Linked DNA regions of Rattus norvegicus: regions 1 and 2 are each linked to region 3. A link is a contact called in public Hi-C data. All regions are on one chromosome and are shown on one strand. Each heading gives the region's core, a stretch centred on a gene start, on an enhancer-like site or on the middle of the called end of the contact. The rest is flanking DNA. Distances are from core to core; before and after follow the strand shown. Region 1 holds the start of Tmem11 (transmembrane protein 11). Region 2 holds the start of Map2k3os (mitogen-activated protein kinase kinase 3, opposite strand). Region 3 holds the start of Flii (FLII, actin remodeling protein).

Region 1 (3,816 bases), core at 551-3,050, 150 kb after region 3:
AAATGCTCCCATTTCTGGCAGATATACAGCGTCTGCATGCTTCAGTTCCTGGCCAAAGGAACCTACACACCTACAGGAACCCAGGAAGATGGCCTTAATTAGTCAAGATGTCAGGTGAGAAGCAAACATCAGCTGCACTGAAGAGAGTCAACCACTAGCTTTATAGCGAATTCGGTCTGCATTTAATTACAAGAGTGAGTTTCAGAACATCCAGAGCTACACAGTGACTCTAATGACTCTACATACATGGCTCTAAAAACAAGCCAATAAATATATTAAGAATATCTTTGTGTGATTCTGGGTCTTCTAGGAAGGTTCTTCCCTGACTAATGAGCTGAAATTAAAATCCTAAAAGCATTCTTAGGTTATTTAAAGACAGGGAAAACAAGATAACCTCTCTGGCTGTTCTTATCTAAGAAGTGGGAGTTAGAAAAACCACTCCTTGCCACTGCTTTTCCATGTCACCGTAAATGCAGAATGGATTATTTAGCATAAATGAACTCAAAAGTAAAACTGTCTATGCCAGGCAGGAACAAGATTCGTGTGGGATGGGATCTCTCTCTCTCTCTCTCTCTCTCTCTCTCTCTCTCTCTCTCTCTCTCTCTCTCTCTCTCTCTGCAATAGCAAAGAACATGGGATGCATCAGTCAAAAAGGAACAACGCTGATTAGCTGACACACAACTTCTATGGATGACAGTACTCACTGGAAAAGACGGAAAAAGCCAAACTTTCCTTTTTTTTTTCTGACATCCGCAGTAAAATGTGGAGAACTTAGCAAAACGGACTGTGCATGTTAACCCAGTAGCGCCACCGATATACACCCACCTCCCCAAACTTCTTGTTTCTAGTAACCTATTAGCTAAAAATAATTCCCAGAAGGAAAAGGCTACAAGTTCAACAAGAAACAGGTCAACTGCTCTTGTCATCCGGAAATCATTGGAAGAAACAAATCCCTAGCGCCCCCAAACGCATCCAGTAGAAAAGGTCACTATAAAGGACTTAGGGCAGAAGTGCTTGAAGAGAACCCTCAAAAAGTGGCGACGATTGCTCGCTCAGAAGGCGGCCAGGCACAGGCTCTTGGAGGCGCGCCCGGCACGCTGCCGCTCTCAGCAAACGCCCCTATATAGCACACCGCCCCGCGAACCTCTCTACCCTCCTCCTCTCCCTGGAGCCCCTCCACGCCACACCGGGCGCCCAGGCCGAGAGGGCCACGTGCGCGAGCCAGCGGCCCAGAGTCCAAACGCCGCTCGGTAGGACAGCGTGGCGGTCCTCGCAGCCACTCACCCTGGCTCACTGCCCGCCCGGTTGCGGGTCGCCGCCCCTCCTAGTCGCGTTCCCCTCGTTCCTGGCCGTCGCGCCGCCCCGCTCCTCCCACACCTAGGCCCCCGCGGACTGGGCCCCGCGCGTGGCGAGCACACGATCTGGAGTCGCGCGTGGCATAGAGGCTTCTCCGGCTCTGCGGCCGACCTCCGCCTGCGGTCGCGAGCCCAGCTTACCTCTCTCGGGAGCTGCCGCCGCCCGGACCCAGACGCCTCCTTCCCCACGCGGCCATCTTGGAGACTCTCGGTTCGTCGGGGGCTGGAGCCGACGCGGCTCGGGGCGCGCGCAGGCCGAAGGGAAACGTAGTCCGGTGAGCCGCGCGTCCGCGTTGGGAGGTTGCGAGCGGACTCTACTGCCCACAATGCCTCACGCCGGAAGCCTACTGTAAGCTGCCGCGCGCAAGAGGGCGAGAGGTGGGCTCCGCCTGAGGAAAGAGTCTCCGAGTCGCAAAGTGCGAGTCGCTGAGCCCACCGCCTGGACGTCCTTGGGCGCCCGGAGCGAGTGGCTGAAGGAGAGCGGAAAGAAAGCGCCTACCACTCCCAGAGCGCTTCGCGCGGCGATCCCGCCCTCAGGGCCTGAGAGGCCCAACCCTTGGCCTCGGCCCTGTTGCCCTTCATTGTGGCTTCGGCCGCTGTGGGCCTGCGTTCCCCAGTTCTCACACTTTACAATGACTTGAGCAGCTTAACCTCCATTTCTCTTTTCCCATCTGCAGAACTGAACTCGTGCGCCTCCAGTCTGAAGGTTACCTCTGCTTCCGTTGTGTCAACTGCCCCCTTCTCCTGACCGGAACTTGCCAGGCTGACAAATCCAGAGAGTTTTGAGGGTCTGTAGATGTGCTTACCTAAAACGCCTTTCCCTCCCAGTCAGGTTTTATGTTTGTCTGGTTTCTATAAAGTTCCTGGTTTTCAAATAATGCAGCCTCGCCTCGATTGCCAAACTCTAACACAATTCAAGTGTGGCAGAAGAATGTGGTAGAGAGACATCAAGAATGAGGTATGAGGGCCTGCAGTTCGGTGGTTAAGAGCTCTTTCGAGGGACTCTGGATCAATTTCTGGCACTTGGCAGCTAACAATAGTCTGCTTGCAGTAATGTCTGGCCTCAACCACAGCACACATGTAGTGCACAAATAAAAACACCCAGGTTGATGGATTAAATAAATAAATGCCAGTTGATAGTGCCTGGAATCCCTTCCCCGCCTGGGTTACTCAATAACAAACAGCATGCAAGAGAAAAGCACGACCTAGAAAAGGCAGGTAGTGATGGCTAAGGACTTCAGTTCATGCATTTTTCCAGATCACTAGCCCATTCTCAACCTGAGTGTTTTTGTAATTGTATTTTAAATAAATTACCTCTTGTTAACTATGCATCTCTGATACAATTCTTGGTCCTGATACCCAAGAACCTAGGAACTTATGCAGATGGCCCCTGTGACTCACTCATATAGGAGGTAAAAAAAAAAAAATCTATGTTTTTACCTCCCATTTCCCCTTCCTTATCTACACTCTCACTTTCCCAGTAACATTTGTGGGAAAGCGCTCAGTTCTCTGAGAACCCTGACAGTAGTGCAAGGGCATGCTCTCTTTCCCATCATTCTTCACTTCTCTGTTTTCTGCTACTGTAGTGCTCTATGTCACTGTCTAGGAGTTGTCTTGACCCTCTTCTCAGCCCTACTGTAATATAAGCAAAAAAATAATGTGCAGTGACCAGGGTCTGCCAAGCCCACATTTAAACTGGGAGGCAGCTGGTCAGGAAGGTCTGCCTTTACTGGGAGGCCTTCGAGTGCCAAGTCTGAGACATGGTGGATCCCATTGGGATTTATGTCACTGTCTTAGTTCTGTTTCTTGTTGCTGTGATAAAAATACAAAAGCCACTTAAGGGAGAAGAGGATTTTTTTGGCTCACACTTCAGGTTACAGTCTGCGGTTGTTTTAATAATGGTCCCCAGAGGCACATATAGTTGAATGTTTGATTCCCAAATGTACTGTTTAGGAAGAATGAGGAGGTATGGCTTTATTGTTGACGGTGTGCCACTGGGAATGGGTTTGAGGTTTCACAAGCCCATGCCAGCCCCTGTTCTTTATGTCTGGTAGTTGTTTCAAAATATAAGCTCTCGGTGACTACTTCAACACCTGCCTGTCTGCTGCCATGTTCCCCACCATAATGGTCATGAATTCACCCTCTGAAACAAGCTTCTAATCAAATGCTTTCTTTTCTGAGTTCAGTTGTTCATGATGTCTCTTCACCACAATAGAAAAGTAACTGACCCAGTCCATGTCAGGGAAGTCATAGCGGCAGGAACGGGAGAACACTGTCATACTATATTCACAGTAAAGAGAACAGAATAATGTATTAATGCATGCTCATACCCAATTCTCTCTCCTTGTGTATAGTCCAGGAACTCTTGTCTCCCACAGTTGGTAGGTCTTCCCATCTTAGTTAAAATAATAATACCCCACATGTATGTCCCCAGTCCACCCAAGTCTAGGTAGTCCCTTTC
Region 2 (4,066 bases), core at 508-3,007, 200 kb after region 3:
ATGCTGTCACTACAATCACACTCCCACCTCTGGACACACTGCCTCTTTCCTTTTTCCCCCACAGCATTTGTCAACCCGAGACACACTATCATTTAACCTAGGTTGGAAGTCCATTCCTTTCTGAGAGCAGAGTTGTATCTGTTTTGTTCATTGTTGATCCTAATGAGTGAGTTGCTCCCCCAAACCCCAGGTGTGGATCACCCCCTTTCTTCAACTCACAGTCACATGCTAACACTGAGCCCTTCCCATTTCAAACTTCAGTTTTCCATAGAGGGGGTTTGCTCTCCTGGGAGTCAGGGTAAGAGGCAGCTTTCTGGGATCTGAGTCTAATGCTCTGGCCAGTGTCTAGGTGGTCATGTACTCCCCCGGCCTAACTGTGCCACTTAGGGACAGGAGGGTAGCAGATGTTGCCAAAGGTGATCAGAAAGAAAAAAGTTTGGTGGCTTTCCGTCATGCCCCTCATTCTAGCAGCTGACCGGCTTGCAGGTGTAGCCTAACCTGGCTTCCTGAGCAGATTTCCACTCCCTGGGCTGACCTTTCCGTTTCTTCCAAGGATGGTTTCTGACCTCTCTTCCTGGCTACTAGTCCATGAAGGTCACCTTCCCTGACCCCACCCAGGTGAGGTAGGGCCTCTTCTTAGGACTCTTGTATCTATTTATAGCACCCCAATGGAGTCTGTGATCCCTGGGCTGTTTGTCAAGTTCTCTGACTAACCCATTAAACTCCTCCTGTTTTGAGGGCCTTGTCTGAGTCACCCTGGTGCCTGGGAGGCTGGCACGGGACTAGAGTCACTTTACCCATGTCTGTGGCATGCTTTTCCTACTTCCTTTGTTCATTCCTTGAATAGTTCTTAGGCACCTACTATGTGCATGGCTCTGGGCTAAGCCTTGGGATACAGCAGGGGATGAGACATTCAGGATTCTTAATGGGGAGGGGCAGGTGACACGGGAAGAGGACTATAGTAGAAACCAAATATGCAAGCAAGGCATTCGGGGCCTGAGTGTTGGCCAGAGAGCTAAGACTTACTCGAGCTCTCGAGCTCTGACTGACTACTTGACTTTGTGCTTCTTGCCTTCACTAGACCTAGGTTTCTAACTGACCCCAGAGATTTCTGGCTAGTGTGAGGACAGAGGTTCAGCGACCAACTGCCGAGATGGAACCCCAGTCAAGGCTGGCCAAAGGTATTTCAATGTTTGGAATGACACTTTGTTTAATCTGAGACTATCCGGGGGCCCAGGACGTAGAGCTGCTATAATGTTACAACCAAAACAGTTACTTTGTCACTAGGCAAAGGTTAGCCACTGAATTCCCTGCTCCCTAGGTGCTGGCGTGCCAAGTGCTCTCAGAGACTGGACTTAAACGCGTGCTCGTTCAGCAAGGTGCAGTAAACTCTTTCCCACAGTCGGTGAACACTCACCTGGCACGCGCCCGCCGTGGGATCGCTCTTTTCCTGCTGCCCTAGGAGGCAAGCCGGTGGTCGCCGCTCTCTTCAGGGGAGCACATGGACGCTCACCCTCGGTATGGCTCAGCCATTTAGGAGTCCAGTCTCACTCAGGGAGCACTTTTAACCCCACCGAGTGCATCGGCCTGGCTCCGCACTCTAGAGAGTTTGGGATTTTCCAGATTACGACCGGCACACGCTGCGCCGTAGGGGGGCACAGGCTGGGGCACCCAGGACCACGCCAGCACAATCCCGCGAGTGGGTAGGGCTGTCATCTTGATGGCAAGAGGGCGGAGCCGGGCTGGACTAGAAAAGTGGGGGTTTGGATTCCGGCTGTTGGATGGTGGGGTTTGTACGTGACAGTCCGGGCGGTGTTTGATAGGCTGGGGCCTTTTCAGGCGGGCCAATCAGTACGATGGGCGGGGCCTACGTGGCGCCGTCGGTAGGCGTCCGGCGCTGCCCAGTGTGGCTGTGGCGCCGCCCGCCTCGGACGCTTGGAACTGTCGCGTCTGTGTCGCCTGTCGCCCATCGCCTGCCGCCGCTGCCAGCCACCAGCAACCATGAGCGCGCCCGGCCCCGGTGTAGTCTGCTGTCCTCTAGATTAGTGCTCTCCTCCGCGACGGTCCGCAGCATGGAGTCGCCCGCCGCCAGCCCGCCGGCCAGCTTGCCTCAGACCAAAGGTAGGCTCTCCCGCCCTACCGCGCGGCCCGAGCCACATTCAATTTGAGCCCGCCCGTGCCCCTGGACTCCTTTCCCGGCTGGGCACAGGCACCCGGACTCCAGCCCAGGACTGGGTCCAGCCCAAGCCAAGCCCGGGACCTCACGGGACCTCATTGGAATTCGGATCTTAGGCCGTGGGATTTCACCCAGGCAGGACCTTGTTCTCCTTACTCCACTCCAAGTCTGGAGCCGCACCGTGAGCTTCTTTCTTGTCCAGGCTTCCGGGCTTCATCCTGGACTCAGCTGGGATTTCTGTGATCCCTGCTAGAGGGTCTTTCGGCTGCACTAACCCCCTCAGGCCAGACTCTTGGATTTTGTTCAGGCTGGAATTTACTCTCTTCTGGGCCCCAGGGCTGTGTTCCCAATGCAGGAAACCTGTCTACTCTTGAATTCAGAACTCCTCTCTTCCAACTCTTTCCATCCTTGTGAGTCCTCCTTTGCCCCATGCCTTGCTGGCCTGCACACTGGCCGCCTGCACTCCTCCCTACCGCTGTACCTGTAGAACTTCCTGGCGTCTCCACTTCGCAGCTCAGCCCATGCTACCTGCTACTTGTTGACTCAGTTGCAATCTTCTCACTGAGTTTTAGGAGCTGACCTCTTTTTTGCACCTAGTGTTTCTTAGTCTGTTGCTCTTAGACCTGCAGTTTGGTCCTTGGGCAAACAGCAGGCCAGGGGCTGACTGTACAAGGCTTGGGCTTGTCTTCTCCAAGTAACTAACTGTCTTTCCTGGAAATTTCTGTGAGGTGGCAGTAGAGCTGCGTGGGCTGCAGCAGCAGCATTTGTCATGGGAAGTGAGGGGGACAAGATTTGGAGGTCAGAAAGCTTTTTTTTTTTTTCCAGGAAGAGAGAAGGATGTTTTAACATGTCAGAGACTCAGTAGGTTGGGCTGCAGAAAAGAGTTCCAAGCTGGACTGTAGATGTGAATGGGTTGACCCTCTGCATCCTGGGCTGCCTCACCTGGCTAGTTTCTGGACATGTCTAGGCCTTATTAATGAAATGGATATCAGGGGTGCGATGTGAGATTGAAGGTAGAGTGATTTGAAGCAAGCATGTCTGAGATGATCAAGGGCCCAACATAGCACCCGGCACATAGTAGGTACCCAGGGGAAAAATAGTTGCTGCACATCCTTGACTGTTTCCAGCTTTCTCAGCCCTGTGGGGTCTGGGCTCAGATTTGGATTGCAGGGGCAGAGCACAGAGGACAGGAATGGTGGGCACTTAAGAGGGTGCTTGTGCAGTGGTAGCCTTCTCTCCTTCTGACTTAGGAAACCTTGACCTCAGGAGTCCTAGTCCTGGTCAGGTTGTCCTGAGCAGGTGGGGGCTTTTTGGGTCCCCTGCAGCTGGCCGCCATGGCTGTGCAGGAGCCTAGTGGGCGGGGTAATTGCGTCTTACATAAGTGGGAGGCCAGATCCCTGACCATTGCCCAACTTCTGTGAGTAACTAGGGAGGCACTTATTGGGGGAGGTGGCTGGGGAGGGACTTGCAGTGCAGACCTCGTGGAACTTGAGAACCAGGAAATCAGATGCTGCTCCACTCAGGAAGGGTTTGGAAGCAGTGTTTGTTTTGGAGGCATTTCAGCTCTTCCAGGCAAAGAGATGCCTCATCAAAATAAAAGTTGCAGTTGCAAATCACAGGGGGAGAGATTGTGAGTGACATTGCAAAGCACTGTGCAGGGAGACGGTGGACTTTTCATGTGCTCGATTGACTTGAGGCCTGGCACTGGATGCCCGGGGCCTCTCTTCTGAGAGGGCTAGTGTGAATTTGCAGGTTGTAGGTTAGGTAACATGATATTGGATGGATTGGGCGGAGGTCCTTTCCAAGGCCCAAGATCCCTGTAGCCTTTTAGGGGTTTGGAGATAGCTGTAGTGAGGGACTGACAATATCCACTTGCTAAAGTTCCAAGAG
Region 3 (3,900 bases), core at 272-2,771:
TGTTTTCCCCCAGGGTTCTAGGCAGTTTGGCTGTCTGAGATAATATTGCCCCTGACACTCCCCAGATTGCACTAAGAGCCCAGCTCCCCACTGTTCCTCGCACAATCTCTCGCATTCATTCGTTCCTCACAGGCAATGTCCGCTTCAGCATCCTTGGCTTTTTCCTTTGTTTGCTTTTCAAGACAGGGTTTCTCTCTGTGTAGCCTTGGCTGTCCTGAAATTCACTCTGTAGACCAGGCTTGCCTCAAACTCACAGAGATCCACCTGCCTCTGCCTCCTAATGCTGTGGAATTAAAGGTCTGTACCACCACACCAGGCTATGGTTTTGTCCTCCCTGCAATTTCCAATTACAGGGTTCCTCTGTGTAGTCCTGGTTGTCTTAGAACTCATTCTGAGACCAGGTTTAACTCAGAGATCTGCCTGCCTCTGCCTCCACAGTGTTGAGATTAAAAGCATTTGCCACCACCTCCTGGTGGCTACACCTGGCAGTTTTGACATCTGAGCAGCATGAAGCTCAACTGCCTTTTGCTGTTTCCTCCTCCTCCAGTCACAGCCCCCAAAGTGAGACTCAGATGTTCTCAATTGAGAGAGACTAGAGAAACCAAAGGTAAGGATGGTGAGAATGTGGACAGGGTAAAGTGACAACTGTGTACAGGGTCAAACGTGTCCTTGTGCAGGTGAACACGGGAGGAGCCCACCTCCTTCTCCTGCGTCCCCCAATCTGACATCAAAAGGGGCGGACGCCAGGCAGTGAAGGTCCAGGCCTCTGAGCTGTCCTTTGAGTCCAGCTTTCCTGTTTTCGGGTCTGAGACTAGCTGGCACTTTTTTTTTCTTTCAAGACAGGGTTTTTCTATGTAGATATGGGTGTCCTGGAACTTGGTTTGAAGACCAGGTTGACCTCGAAATCAAAGATCCACCTGCCTCTACGTCCGGAGGGCTGGAATTAAAGGCGTGCACCACCACGCCCATAGCCTGACTCTTTATGGTCAACCAGGGTGCTGGCTGCTTATCCCCCTAGCCCATCAATCTAGCAGTTGGCAGACGTGCCGCCTAGGACCTCAAGCACCTGTCACAATCCTTACTAACAGATCTCTTTCCTTTATACGCCTCCAAACGGGCTGTTCCTAAGCCCCTTGGGGAGGAGAGAAGCCCAGGTTTGCTAAGGGAGAAGTGACGTCTCGAGACCGCAGTGTGGGGCGGTGGCTGGCTAGGGCGTATTCCCTCCGTGGCATGGGGTCAGGTTCGCGGCCTGTGGGCTCAAATCCCGCGCGGCCCCAGATCCCGGAGCCCCGGCCCACGTCTTCCGCCGCGGGCGGGGCAGGCCCGGGAAGACTCACCGAGGCCCGCCCGCCCGCCCCGCCCGCCGGTGCCGGAAGCGTAGAGGGAGCGGCCGGGAGAGACGAACTAGGGGTCGCCCTTCCCTTCCCCCCATCTAACCTTGAAGTCGTTGCCGCTGAGGTCCACGCCGCGCACGAACGGCAGCACCCCGGTGGCCTCCATGGTGGCGTAGCTCTCCTATGGGCTAGGAAGACGCAGGGTAGCCGGGAGCCGCGGGCTGGGTCAGCGCCGGCCCCGCCCCTTTAACCCGCGCGCGCCTCCTCCCGGCCGCGGCCTCTGCGGGAAGTGCTGCTAGGCGACTCCCAGAGCTTCAGGCCTCGAGTTGTGGGACTGGAGAGGCCTGCGGGGGTCCTGCTGGAGACGATCACCACTTCCAGTCTCCAGTCGCAACGTGGAGGGTCGGGTCCAGGCATTGTTGCTTGGGCTGCTGTAGACCCTGAGCTGGCCGTGATCCCGGAGAGATTTCGGTACCAACGTCAGGGACACAGGCAGTCTCTGCGTGAGGGACCCGTGGTGGTGGTGAGACTTCCGGGTCTTTGGGCCTAGCTCTTCATCTTTGGACTCAACTTTGCTCGTGTGTAACATGCTTCCCAAAATTGTCAGAACCAAGTGAGTACTCAGGAGTGTCAGAGAGCAGGATGCACAAACCCTCAAAATTCTCCCTTGGCCTCAGGATTCTAGCCAGTGCTCTTTATAGGCTTGTTTCATGCTCTAGAAGACCAGCATATCTCGTCAGCTAAGCTGTTAGTGGCCATCTTGCCCTGGCCTGCACATCGTAGGTTTCCAATAAACAGACACAGCTGTTCTATGGATGTACAGGGACTGGCACCCAGTGTTTCAGAAGGGAAGAGACTGGTAGAGTTCGCACAACAGGTAACAGAGCTCTTTTCCCGGTGTGTGCCAAGCGGGCCAAAAGGAAATGAGACCACCAGTCACTCTAGCAGGGGCAAACTTGAAAGACAGAATGTGGGCCTTTGGGCTAGGTGCAGTTTTGTCTGCCTGGTCCATCAAGGGACCGTGAGCTCAGACAGCTTTCTCCACACTGAGGCTCCCACTACAAGTACACACAAGGTCAGATGTGAGGCTAAGGCACGACTGCAGAGAATTCGATGTCAGTCATGGCTTTAGTGTGAGGCCCTTCTTCAACAAAACACCCCCAAAGTAAAACTAGAGCAGGCCCTGGACGATTGTCATTCACTCACTACTTCCCCCGCACCTTGGGTTTACAAGGTAACCTTGCGCCTTTAAATCCGGAGTGTCTGTGGTTTCCGCCCCCAGGTCCAGGGCGTGCCTGGTGTTCATTGGCTGAGCTGCTCAGTTTTGAGCACGTGTGCGCAGGAGTTGTGCGCTCCGATTGGAGCGAAGGCCTGCTTATCCAGCGTTCCTTTCGGGTCATTTGCCGCCCCGGGCCTCGGCGTTCGGTTCCCGGGGTCTGGACGCTCCATTCCTAAGCGGGTCCTCCTGGGCCTCCAGGGTCCTGCTCGCCGCGTCCTTGGGTCCATGCGCTGACGCTCGGACGCAGGTACAGCTACAGCGCAGGGGGCGGCCGGGGTCTCCTAGTATTGGGCGTGGCTTGTATCCCAGTGCAGGTGGGGGCGTGGCCTGTGGTCAACACTGCGGTGGGAGGGAGGACTTGGGAACTAAATATCCGAGTTCGAATCCCAGGGGTGCCTCTTCCCAACTTGGGTATTGCACAGGATTTCCAGGGTCTCAGTGACTTCGTTCTTGAATAGAGTCTAAGAGCCTTTTGTATGTGGTTACACGTTTCTGTTCAACCCTGATCCAGGGCAGTCAGCTTTGGCAGAAATGGAAGAACAGGTGACATCCAGGCTGTGAAGAGGCAGGTTATTTTGTTATTTTGTTTTATTTTGAGAAGCGGATCTATTATGTAGCTCTGGCTGTCCTCGAACTCAGTGTGTAGACCAGGCTTGCCTTGAACTCAAGGAGACCTGACCACCTCTGCCTCCTGAATGCTAAAATGAAAGGCCTGCGCCACCACAAGGGCCTGAGTTGGCTTTATTTAGCCACCTCTTTTATTCCCTTCTTACCAGAGTTTGAATACAAGACCCCTCCAGGTGTAGGACTGAGTCCCACGTTACGCAGGCGGTGGAATGTAAGCTAAGTCCCCTGTTTGCAGAGTGGCTCACTGGTCTGAGGGCAGCGATAGGTTTCGAGCTTGTAGTAGGTCCCCTGGCTGGCCTTTGATCTTGCCAGGCCCTAGGACAGGACAGGGTCTTATTTTTAGTTCGGGAGCCGTGGACAGGTGTCTCAGCTGAGTCACACAGTGCTTCAGGCTTCAACTACTCTAGGCATCTTGTCACTTGGCAACTAGGTCCCAGGGCAGCCATGGCCCTGAAGGAAGGGCTGAAGTCCTTGGTGCCCCATCAGGCAATGACCTTTCTGGCTTAGTGGACCAGGCCTAGAGATTCCTGTGTCTTTCTCGAGTTCCTGACCCGGCCAGTCGCACACTTCCCAATCTAACTCACTGGTGCAGTCATATAGATAAACAAAAGAAAGTCCTTGGCTCCAGGTCTTTCTCTCACATTCTTACCCTCGCCAACT

The links. A called contact is a pair of places that touch in the nucleus more often than the background predicts.
Region 1: a contact with region 3 is called in a Hi-C map of liver, with 2.4 times the contacts expected there. The contact joins the promoter of Tmem11 here to the promoter of Flii in region 3. A contact is called at or near these places in 4 of 12 Hi-C or Micro-C datasets (Schwann cells, kidney, liver and 1 more).
Region 2: a Hi-C map of Schwann cells shows a contact between it and region 3, with 2.1 times the contacts expected there. The contact joins the promoter of Map2k3os here to the promoter of Flii in region 3. A contact is called at or near these places in 2 of 12 Hi-C or Micro-C datasets (Schwann cells and psoas muscle).

What each region holds. Positions count from the first base shown.
Region 1 is chr10:46,055,265-46,059,080 of GRCr8, forward strand. Tmem11 (transmembrane protein 11) reads right to left here and starts at 1,801. Exons shown (of 2, transcript NM_001164543.1): 1 at 1,497-1,801. The coding sequence starts at 1,552.
Region 2 is chr10:46,105,729-46,109,794 of GRCr8, forward strand. Map2k3os (mitogen-activated protein kinase kinase 3, opposite strand) reads right to left here and starts at 1,758. Exons shown (of 3, transcript NR_132629.1): 1 at 1,418-1,758. Map2k3 (mitogen activated protein kinase kinase 3) reads left to right here and starts at 1,911. Exons shown (of 12, transcript NM_001100674.1): 1 at 1,911-2,121. The coding sequence starts at 2,073.
Region 3 is chr10:45,905,970-45,909,869 of GRCr8, forward strand. It overlaps Flii (FLII, actin remodeling protein), which reads right to left and starts at 1,522. Exons shown (of 30, transcript NM_001008279.1): 1 at 1,438-1,522. The coding sequence starts at 1,500. It overlaps Mief2 (mitochondrial elongation factor 2), which reads left to right and starts at 2,740. Exons shown (of 4, transcript NM_001398844.1): 1 at 2,740-2,860.